Linked DNA regions of Rattus norvegicus: region 1 is linked to region 2. The links are chromatin contacts, called in public Hi-C maps. All regions are on one chromosome and are shown on one strand. The core of a region is the stretch at or near the end of the contact, and the rest is flanking DNA. Distances in the headings are between cores, read along the strand shown.

The links. Hi-C and Micro-C count contacts between places; a contact is called where the count stands out from the background.
Region 1: a contact with region 2 is called in a Hi-C map of liver, with 2.6 times the contacts expected there. The contact joins the enhancer-like site here to the promoter of Abcd3 in region 2. A contact is called at or near these places in 2 of 12 Hi-C or Micro-C datasets (kidney and liver).

The regions. Positions count from the first base shown.
Region 1 is chr2:212,935,423-212,940,946 of GRCr8, reverse strand. It overlaps Abca4 (ATP binding cassette subfamily A member 4), which reads right to left. Exons shown (of 50, transcript NM_001107721.1): 23 at 5,383-5,524; 24 at 4,212-4,296; 25 at 529-734; 26 at 144-192. Among named protein-coding and RNA genes, the nearest start is that of Abca4, 89 kb to the right of the region's middle. Within about 2 kb of position 2,611, at least 18 of the 93 cell types and tissues checked have an H3K27ac peak or open chromatin away from gene starts, as enhancers often do. A contact at or near this core is called in liver, where this site is marked.
Region 2 is chr2:212,588,218-212,593,930 of GRCr8, reverse strand. It overlaps Abcd3 (ATP binding cassette subfamily D member 3), which reads left to right and starts at 3,552. Exons shown (of 23, transcript NM_012804.2): 1 at 3,552-3,723. The coding sequence starts at 3,614. LOC108350099 (a long non-coding RNA gene) reads right to left here and starts at 3,428. Exons shown (of 2, transcript XR_001836889.3): 1 at 3,181-3,428; 2 at 1-265.

The DNA.
Region 1 (5,524 bases), core at 1,362-3,861, 350 kb before region 2:
CAGAATGTTCCAGAATGTAGTCAAATTTGGTCTCTCACCGGTAGGCACCAAGAACAAAAAATGCATTACTTGGGGCTCTGTAGACTTTTTAAGATCGAGTCTGGGAAAATGAGACAAGCCACTGAGTCCGGCACCATGCATACCTACAAACTTAGAACCTGATTCAGAATCCTCCGTGACCTTCAGGAAAATCTGTTGAGACACGAAGAGAGAATTAGGTTCAGGCTTTCATGCTTTCGGGGAAATCTAAACCTAGTTCCACTGTGCTGGGCACTGTTTCACCATGGGAAGAAATCCATCCTAACTATCTGAGAACACAGTCTTCTATAAATGAGAAGGTGTGAGCACATGATGACCACAACTGCAGCAAATACGTGTGCGTGTGGACCAAGGTAGGAGGAAGCCAGCTGAAGAGAGAGCTGGAGAGTTATGGCTTTTACTTTTGTCAGGTTTTGCTTTGGTGTTAGGCTTTTGCAAGAGCCGCCTTTTCTGGCGCTAGACAGAAACCGACTGCCATCTCTGCCTCACCTCTTCCAGGGGAGTGTCAGAAATTCCAAAGCTGCTGAGCCCCAGGTCAGCCAGAGTCTCCTCCAGCTCTCGGAAGAGGCTGGCATATGCTCTCTGCTTGAAATTCTTGTTTGGGAGGAGGAAGATAAGTTCTTGGCCAATGCATTCCACCAGCTTTGCCTCTGGAACATGGTGGTACACCAAATCTGTCAGCTCCTTCACATCCCCTAGGCCAGGAAAAAAAGACTCATGTCAACCTGATTCAGCCTATTCTACAATCTGGAAGACTATAAGACTTCCTGGAGCTCCTCTCCTCTCCTCTCCTCTCCTCTCCTCTCCTCTCCTCTCCTCTCCTCTCCTCTCCCCTCCCCTCCCTTCCCCCCTCCTCTCCTCATCTCTCTCTCCTCTCTTCCCCTCTCCTCCCTTCTCCTCTCCTCTCCTCCCCTCCCCTCCCCTCCCCCCTCCTCTCCTCATCTCTCTCTCTCCTCTCTTCCCCTCTCCTCTCCTCTCCTCTCCTCTCCTCTCCCCTCCCCTCTCCTCCCCCCTCCTCTCCTCATCTCTCTCTCTTCTCTCCTCTCTTCTCCTGTCCTGTCCTCTCCTCCTCTCCCCTCCCCTCCCCTCTCCTCCCCTCCCCTCTGCTCTCCTCTCCTCCCCTCCCCTCTCCTCCCCCTCCCCTCTCCTCCCCTCTCCTCTCCTCTCCTCATCTCTCCTCTCCTCTCCCCTCCCCTTCCCTCTCCTCCCTTCCCCTCCCCTTCTTCCTTTCCCTTCCCTTCCCTTCTCTTCCCTTCCCTCCCCTCCCCTTCCCTTCCCTTCCCTTCTCTAGCCCATTGGAGAAAGGGGCAGATAGCCACCACCCCCTTGCCTCTCGTCCCTCCCTCTCCTCCTCAGTCTCCCCTTCTCTATGTCTCTGTCTCTGTCTGTTTCTCTGTCTCTGTCTGTCTCTTTCATGTGCATATGTGTGGTGTGTGAGTGTGTGTGAATGCGTGTGTGTGTGTGTGTGTGTGTGTGTGTGTGGTGTTTGAGGGTGTGTGTGTGTTTGTGTGTTTCTGTTTATCTGTTTGTTGAGACAAAGCTGGGATTAGAGGCGTGAACCACACCCTTGGCCCTCCGTGTCCTGCCATTTCTATTTTTAGCTTTGTTGACTCTATGACAAACATACTCCATCCAGGTGGTGCAGCCTGAGGGAGGACCAATCTCTAGTTCAGTCAGATGTGCTATTGCCTCAAGGAACACTAAATTGGGTGAGTCCTCCTCCAGTTCCTCATCTGTGAAAGGGGAAAACAGCTGTGTCCATTCCAAGACTGTTCATGTGGATGGAGGGGAGGAGGGGGTAACGTACCCACAGTGCTAGCAGTGGTACAAAAATGACACTTAGCTGTTGCTGTATCCCTGACCATTAGCCCAGGAGGTGAACTTGGCACTGCTTCTGCCTCTCATGCACTGGAGGCTTAGGGGTTAAGTCAAAGTCATTTTCTTTCCCTTGTCTGCTTTTGAAGCTATAGGCCAAGACCCAGGCCTAGAAGAGGAGGCAAGTCTCCTTACTAAACCTTGCCCAAGCCTGCTTTAACTATTTTCCCTTGGTCTGTACCTGACCTCTCAAACAGGAGACTCAATAATCAGCCACTGCAGGGGGTTGAGAAGCCCCAGCCCGGGAGGGGATGAGGATAGCACACGGAGCAGGGGTGAGTGGCATTGGTTATTTCCCTGAGGCTGGCCTTGAACTCACAATCCTCTTGCAGTAGCCTCCAGATTGCTGGGATTATAGGTCTATGTTATGCTAATCCCAGTGAGCCTTGATATTCAGGTCAGTTTTCTGTAAGAGTCAGCATCACCCAGGGGAGTCTCCTCTGTCTTTCAATTGGTTAATATTTCACAGCTCCCCATTGAGAGCCCGTTGAGCTGTGGAAGGCCTGTGTGTCACACCTGCAAACTATGTGATTGTCTTTAGTCCTAGATGATCTCATACTGGGACCGGGGAGTTCTTTACTGGAGGAAATAGCTCTGCCCCAGTAGCTTGTAGGGGTCACACTCATTGTTCTCTTAGGAAGGAAGTAGGACCCAGTCACTGGATTCCCAGGAACCGTCCCTTAGTTATGGGTCGGCCTCTCAGAAGTGTCCATCTGGCCCAGCAGTCTATGTGTGAGTCATTCAGGGACTGTGTGAGTGGTATGTGGGTGTGTGTGAGTGAAAAGCCAGCCGAGGAGGTAACTGGAGATGAAGGGATCCTTCCTAGTTGAGGGCATAACTACCTATAGTACTTTTCACCTTGGCAGCATGTTCTTTCTATACAAAAAACCGAAAACCAAACCAAACCAAAACAAGAACAAAAAACAACTTTCACAGAAGTAAAGCCAAACTTTAAAAAAAAAATCATGTCAGTCAAAAACACATTCCAACTTGGTTTTGATGGCAATTTTTAAATAAGTAATTAAAACACCAATGTCTTGACCAAGGTTCCAAGGAAAAATTAACATAGGCGATAACTCAGTAAGATGAGCAAGACAGGAGATTCAGAGACACCGCACTAAAGAAACCTTTTCGGTTCAGCACTGACTACACAGAGAACGGAGAGTAAATCCTGGTGAGGGACCTGCAGGCCTTCTCTCAGGCCTTTGTTGTTATTTGAGACAGGGTTTCACTATGTCACTTGGAGAGCCTAGAACTCACAGACATCTGCCTAACTCTGCTCCTACTGGGGTTAAGGCTGTGTGCGAATGCACTTTCTCCCAGTTTCCCTCACCCACTAGGACTGTGCATCAATACTTGGCACAGGGGGAGATGTGTTAATAGGAAACTTTCTTTGATAAGCACACACTTTTCCTCTGTTCATAAAGCTGAGTCAGTGCCTAAGTTTCATTTTCCTTTTACATGGGATCCTAGGTCCTGCGGCATTCCCCTTGCAAAGGCATCTGAGGAATGGAGGTGGGCGAGAGTTGAGGGTGGAAAGAGCTCTTGGGACCCTGAGGTCAGATCTGACAGGTGAGCTTATTTACTGCCTCTCTCTGGTGACAGTGAGGTCTCTTTACCCTTAAATTCCAGGGAGGCTCCCTGGGAACTTGGGTGGCAAGAGGGGAATGTGTGACATTGCTTAAAGACACCCTGTATCCTTTCCTGCATCCTTCACACCTACACACTCAGATACTCCATACGTTCCTGTAAGAGACATGAGGGGTGGAGAGATGTCTCAGCAGTCAAGAGCACTCACTGTTCTTACAGGAGCCCCAGGTTCAGTTCCTGGCACCCACACGATGGCTCACAGCTAACTGTATCTGTAGCTTCAGAGGAGTCAATGCCCTCTTCTAGCTTCTGCAGGCACAACTCACTTTCATACATGCAAGCAGTCATACACACAAAATAAAAATGAGAGAGAGAGAGAGAGAGAGAGAGAGAGAGAGAGAGAGAGAGAGAGAGGCAGGCAGAGGGTACCTTGGCACACTTTGAGGAGGGGGTGTGTCCACAGTGTTTCAGACAGGAGGAGTGTAAAAGCCAAGGCTTAACATGGGTAAGGGTGAGGAGTGAACGAAGGTTGGATTCCTCATTAAAGAGAGGGCACTTAGGTTTGAGCGACTTTGAGATCACTTCAGGAATGGAGGAGAGACAGGCTCAGAGGAAGATGAGCAACTGCTCCCACCCTGGGCTTCAAAGCACAGGGTGGTGAGAAGGTCACCGAAACAGAGCTGAGGTTCAACCTGCCCGGCTCTTACCATCCAAGACTTGTTCTTCCGTTATCTCATCGACTCGGGCTGGACACCTGGCAGAGAAACCCTTTGATGTACAGCTGCAGGCCCCCTGCAACAGATGGACAGAAAGGGCTGACGAGATACAGATCACGTCAATGATAGCATCTTCACCGTGCCAATTGCTGTCACCACCGCCCCGTCTGTCTCTCATCAGCAGCTGCGGATGACACTGTTTTTTCTTCACTGTTTAATCTATCAATTCATCTGAGCATTTTGAGGGTGGAGCTTGCTTGACTTTTTATCCCAGAAGGAGTGTGAGTCAGCAGAGAGAGAGGCAGAACCTCAAAGCATCCCATGCCTTGTCATTAGTCACGTAGCACTTGGAGAGACATTCCGCTCCCCTCCCAACCCCTCTGGACACCAGGCTGTGAAAACCCACCAGGACAGGAAAACCCACAGTATCCATTTACACTGGAGGCATGAATAGCATTGCACCAGAACATTCCTGACAGCCTGAATGCCCGGGATACCTGTTCTCAAGGAGCCCAGGAAACACAAGGCTCCATCTCATTGGTCTCCACCACATCCCTACGAAGCAGAAGCCAGTGTCATCTGCTTCATTTCCCACTCGAGGAAAGACAACAACAGCACAGAATAAAATCACTTGCTCGGGCTGACACAGGAGACTAACCCTGGTTCTAAGGACAGGCCCAGTGGTTGTCCTCACCCCCACACAAGTTTTAGGTTCTAGTCTCCAAGGATATCTGTCGTTAGATTTCATCCACTCCTGGAATTCAGGTTTAACTGGGGAGCGTGAATGTTTGGATGGAGGAGAAACAGCTTAAATAAAGCTGTCTTGGGGTTGGGGATTTGGCTCAGTGGTAGAGTGATTACCTAGGAAGCACAAGGTCCTGGGTTCGGTCCCCAGTGGCGGGGGGGGGGGGGGTGCCGGGGGGGGGGGAGCTGTCTAACCTCAAAGGGCAAGGCGCTCCCCTGGTATACCACATTACTCCCAGCCCCGCTGGTTATCTCTGTATGGTAGTTTGGAACACAATTACTGAGATCTGCAAATAGTCCAGAAAGAAGCTGATTCCAACAATTAAAGGTCCGGTGGGCAGTTCTACCTGGAACAGCAGCCCTACAGCGCCTGTCCCTTCTCGCCCAAGCTAGGCTCCTTCCCTGGACAGACACGCACCTCACAGCCACATCTTTGGCTCTGGATGTTTTTCATCTTGCGAACTAAGGTCAAGTAGAAGCCTGTGCCAAAGCAGTTCTTCAGGAAGAGTGGCGTCCCAGAGCAGTAGAGCCTTCCCTGAGAAATGATGGCAATGCGGTCA
Region 2 (5,713 bases), core at 2,303-4,802:
GAGTCAGGACTTTGGAAGCTATCTCAGTTGAGTTGTGTGATGGGATCACTCACGAGAGTGTAGTTTTCTGAAGGTGTCACCACAGAGAGAAGGCTGTTTCTCAAGTGACTGCCAGGCTGCTGTCCGCTTCCCTAGGGCTTCCAGAGCATTCTCCATGTCAGCTGGCTTTCTCTGTAGAAGGCAGTCCAGCAGATCAAGGGTAAAGTCGTGATCTGAGGATCCCAGTCAAGAGTCACACACTATCAGATTCTTCTTTGTACTGGCTCTGGAATAAAGGAGCGAGACAAAGACAAGCACATCAGGAGGCAGAGCTCAGGGCAACAATCATAAGAGTTGGCTGCCTCATTCTTTTCCTGATTGTTTCTTCAATCTCCAGCTCCCTGTGTCCTCCCTCTCTCCCCTGTTCGCAGTAGCTCAAATTCTTTAAATGTCAGGTCGCCTGGAGACTGCTTAATAAACCCCTGCTTTCTCTTTTTCATTTGGTATGATGGACTGTGAAGTTGAAGATTGACTATCAAATGACGTAGAACTGAAGAACTATTTTCCCTTCGAAAATCCTAAACTTTGTTGCTCTGAGACTGTGTCACCAAGAGTGGATCCCCTTCTTGTTTGGAGGATTTGAACAACCTTAGTTTGACTCAGAGACGTGGTCTTGAGCTGGATAGTTTTATGACATGAGCTAGAGTCCTCTGAGAGGAGGGAATTTCAATTAACAAAATATTTGGTACAGGCTCTACTTTTACGTAACTTAGACTTTTGACTGATTGCTGAGCACCTGTACACAGCACACACCACGGTCGGTTGGTTGGTGTCTGGTCTTTGCCATTCTCGTAATCATTTAACCAATCACACAGAGAAAACACCTAGGGCACCACTGTTTCATTGGTTACTTTTATGGGCCTCCATAAGATCCATAAGTGCAGGCCTATAGGGCATTTTCTTAATTAGTGATTGACAGGGGAGGGCCCAGCCCGTTGTGGGTGTGGTTATTTCTGGGCTGGTGGTCCTGGGTCCTGGGTCTCAGGAAAGCAGGCTGAGCAAGCCAGTAAGCAACACTAATCCACAACCTCTGCATCAGCCCATGCCTCCAGGTTCCTTCTCTGTTTGAGTTCTTGTCCTGGCTTCCTTCAGTGATGAGCAGTTGGTGTGGAAGCATAAATCAAATAAACTCTTTCTTCCCCAACTTGCCTTTTGGTCATGGTGTTTCATCACGGCAATAGAAACCCTAACTAAGACAAGCCTCAATTTAGAGACCAGGGTATATAGACACAATTCTCTGCCTTGATTTAAATTCATGTTTCCAAAAAAAAAAAAAATACAACATGGAGTCTACTTTTCTACTCAGGGTTAATATCAGAAGTGGATCCAATTTGCCTTGAGCCTCTCAAGCACTTCTTCCTTTAGATTTTTATACTCCTTCTCTCAGTGTAGACATTTCTTCATCCTTTCTTGGTGACGAGGGCCTTCTCCTGTGTGCTGTCCCTTTTTGTACCAGTTTGCTAGAAGCTGACGTTATTAGACTAATCCTCAGTGGTTTTTATCAGATGGGCATATCAACAACTCGAAAACATCATAGCTTGCATAATCTACTCGCCTACCCACCTTTCTTCCTCTTCCTGCCCCCCTAGAATCTTGTACGCTTCTTGAGTAAGGGCATTTTGTAGAATATTTTGTCAGTGGATTATTCTCTTTTATTTTTCTGAATGTTTTGAAATCTGCTTTTTTTTTTTAAAAAATAGATGTTTTCAATCAGTTTTAGAAACCCTTCTTTGATTATTATAAACTCTTCTCCCCCAAGTGTCCAATGATTTTATACTACATTGCAACTCACTAGGGAAATAGTGCCCGCCCAACTCCCCACATCTGCTAGTGGACTCCTTTGGTCTTAGGGTGTAACTTTGAAATCATCCTATTGGTCAAGTGTTAATAAAAAGTTCTAGCAAAACTCTAAATTCTATTATATTCTCATAGGACCTAGTTCATTTCTCTATGCTGACACTTAACTCATCCATATTTTTCTTCGTGTTTTTCTTCTGTACCAGCCTCTGGAGAATAAGGGATTGATTGTTCATACTTGTATTCTCTGTGCCAGGCATACCTAATTACCTCAGTGACTCCCAGGGTAATGGGAAGATAATACGAATGGCATATGGAGGATTTGGTACAGGCTCTACTTTTGCGTAACTTAGACTTTTAACTGATTGTTGAGCTCCTGTACACAGCACACACCACGGTCGGTGTCTGTTTTTTTCCATTCTCATAACCGTTTAACCAATCACACAGAGAAAACACCTAGGGCACCACTGTTTCATTGGTTACTTTTATGGGCAGGCAACATTTATGTATTGTGTAAGGTTTTATAAGCTTCCTTTCAGACACTTGCTTCTCTACAGTTTCTTAAACTGAAAACAGCCATTCATTAAGTTATTGTGGGGGTTGGGGATTTAGCTCAGTGGTAGAGCCCTTGCCTAGGAAGCGCAAGGCCCTGGGTTCAGTCCCCAGCTCCGAAAAAAAAGAACCAAAAAAAAAAAAAAAAAAAAGTTATTGTGCATGCACTGGACTAAATGCTAGGGATAACAATTTCTGCATGATAGGGGTGGGACAGGAGAAGAATGCTGTAATCTGTAAAGCCCGTCTGCTTCTGGGAGTAAGGCCAGCATTAATACAACGCACAATTGTTATTTCTGAATGTCCCTTTGCAAAGAACAGCGTTTCTCAAACTTTCTTTGACTAGACCTAACATAAAGAAATACATTTTTTATCGCCATCCCTGTACATATCTACAAAAAGAATAATTTTTCTTAAAACTCCTTTTTGTCACGCATTCTGAGCTTTTTCCCACTACATTATTCTTTTTTTTTTTTTTCTTTTTTTCGGAGCTGGGGACTGAACCCAGGGCCTTGCACTTGCTAGGCAAGCGCTCTACCGCTGAGCTAAATCCCCAACCCCTACATTATTCTTATTAAAAAATTAATACAGCGGTGGATCCATCGTCCCCAACCGATTTTACAGAAGTCCTAGATACCAAAATCTAAGGCAACTTGAAATAAGATATCTGATTGTAGTCTTTCTCTTCCTGGTCTCCCTTCACTCTTTAAGTTGTAAATGTAGACCATACTAGTGCTCTGTGATGGAGCCGTTCCCCTCCTCCCTCGGCTTCTTTAAGAGGGTGGTACCGACCCATCCAGGGGATGGCAGAGGGGCAGGGCCCACTAAGTCCGCGGCGCAGGCCTGGCCCGCTCTTCCAGTTCTTGTGAAAGCTAGGGTTTGTGCAAGCAGAGCTCCCAAGGCCGAAGCGGGGGTAGCTCGGATCCGCGCCTAGGACCAGCACCGCTGGCCCGCCGCGTTTCCGGCGAGTCAGTGGGGGTCCGCGCGTGCGCAGAGCGTCCCTCTAGGGAAGGACCTTTCGATCGCCCCGCGCCCGCGCGCGCGTCCGGGAAGCCAAAGTCCAGGGTGGGCTCGGCGCGGCGGCGCGCGCCAGGGGGCGTTCCCGCGCGGCCGGCCCCGCCCTCTCTCGGCGCCGAGCTATCCTCCCAGTTTCCCCCGCGGTTCCTGCACTGAGGTTGTCGCCGGCGCGTCCCCTATACCGCGGCTCGCTCGCCCTGCCGGTGCCATGGCGGCCTTCAGCAAGTACTTGACGGCGCGGAACTCCTCGCTGGCGGGGGCCGCGTTCCTGCTGTTCTGCCTGCTCCACAAGCGGCGTCGCGCCCTCGGCCTGCACGGGTGAGGCTCGCGGCCGCGCCGCTTTCCCGGGCCCGAGCCGGCTGCTCCGGGAGCGCGCCTTGCCCTTCTCTCCAGGTCCGGAGCTGCGCGGGTGCCCGCAGAACCCAGCCAGCGGTCCCCGAGCCCCGCGGCCCTCGGCCTGGCGGCCACTGCGCTATCCCCAGACTGCGGGAGGGAGGAGGGCGCGCCGCGTCCCTGCGCCCCCTCACCACTTCCCCCTGCATGTCAACTTTATGGGTGCATTCTGGTTTTGCCATCTCATCGCCACAGAACGCTAAGGTTTCGTTCGGGATGGACATTTTACGCCTGCTCGACTCCGGAGTAGTGGCGGTGGATAGTGGCCAGGGGCGTTCTTGGGGGTTTTCTGGATCCAGTGGGCACGATTTTTTCTAAAGCGGTGCCCTTTTCCGGAATTGGTCAGTGGATGCCCTGACAGCTCATTTGGAAAGGTTGAATTGGCTGGGTGGTGTGTGCAGGACAAAGTTTCCTCCATCTGCTTTATAGGTGAAAGGTGAAAGTGTGTTTTAGGTGAAGATCACTTGTTAATTACAGCGTACAGCTACCTGCCTGGAGAGAAAGTCAAAGTTTACTTTGAACTCCTGGGAGATTGGGAAAGGAGAGAATTGAGTTCTGGTGTTGGGATTACAGGCACAATTTTATTTCTTGTCGCACATTTGATTGCAGCGAGCGAAAGAGAAAAGGTTACTTCCTAACTAAGCATTCTTGCTAAGTCTTTGGATATTTAATATTCAATCTTAGAATAATTCTTCTATGCTTTTTATTTCATCAACCCTCTGGGCAGGTACTATTGTCTCCTGCCTTTGATTTGCTTGATCTACCTTATTAGAATTTGGCCTAAAATACTAGCAGAGAGCTCCAAGTACCCTTTCACGAAGTATTTTCTGTCCTGTCTATTTTGACTTGCCTATTGACTGCAACATTGGCCCCTTTCTTCCTAAATCAGCTTTACAAAATAGTAATATGCGTCACCTTCACACACTAACCTTTTTTTTTTTTCAAAGAGTTCTGGGTGGGGCTGATTAAGTCTAAATATTTTTCTGTTAGATTGTATCCTTTCTGAACTCTCCTTTGGGATTAGAAGTTATCAGTTATTTGGAATATGCTGATAGAACGTGTTAGATGCTTTGTCTTGAGTTACAGTCTTTGTAGGGAAGCGTTTCAGTGCATAGAATAGGCATTTTACTAGGGAGGGAACTTGACTGCTAACAGCTCTGACTGATTTTTAAAAAATGTCCTTTTTCCTGAGACACTTGTATACATACAGAAAACACTATGCAGCATAAATGTCAGGTTGGCAAGATTTTTGCAAGTAAAAGACAACCTGTATCATCAGTGCCCAGATCCAGAAGCAGAATCTTATCGGCACCCAGAATTCCCTCACGTCTCTTTCCAGTCACAGTCCAAACCAACAGCTCCGTTGTGTTGTAGTACTGTAGATTATTGAGTACAGGGAGTTTCAAACCAAATCTACTGGGAAATAATAGCAATAGAGGTGATAGTATAATATAATTTATCTTCCTGAGTAATTGAAGCTGTTCACCTGCCATTCCAAAGATCTTCTTGAGAAACTTTGTGAACTTTCTGAAGATAGAATTATGCAACAGGTAGTTTACTGAACCAAAGAGAGTTGCTAATCTTTAAATATTTAGAGGGTTGAGGATGCAGATTATGAGCAGATAAATGTGAGACATAAATTACTGAGATAAAATGATTGAACTTACATAAGTCACTAATATATATTATATAGGCTTATATCTAAATATATTAGTACATATAATGTATATATATATGTATATATATATTAGATGTACACTTTCATGTTCTTATCTTTCAATCCCTATCTTTGGTTTCACAGTCTGGAGGTTATAAAATTTTGACCTTCTATTGCCCTGGCCCTTGGGTGTGTTTGGTAACAGAGCTAATTAATTTTAATATCTTTCGGTACTTACCTATGGGATAAGTGATTATC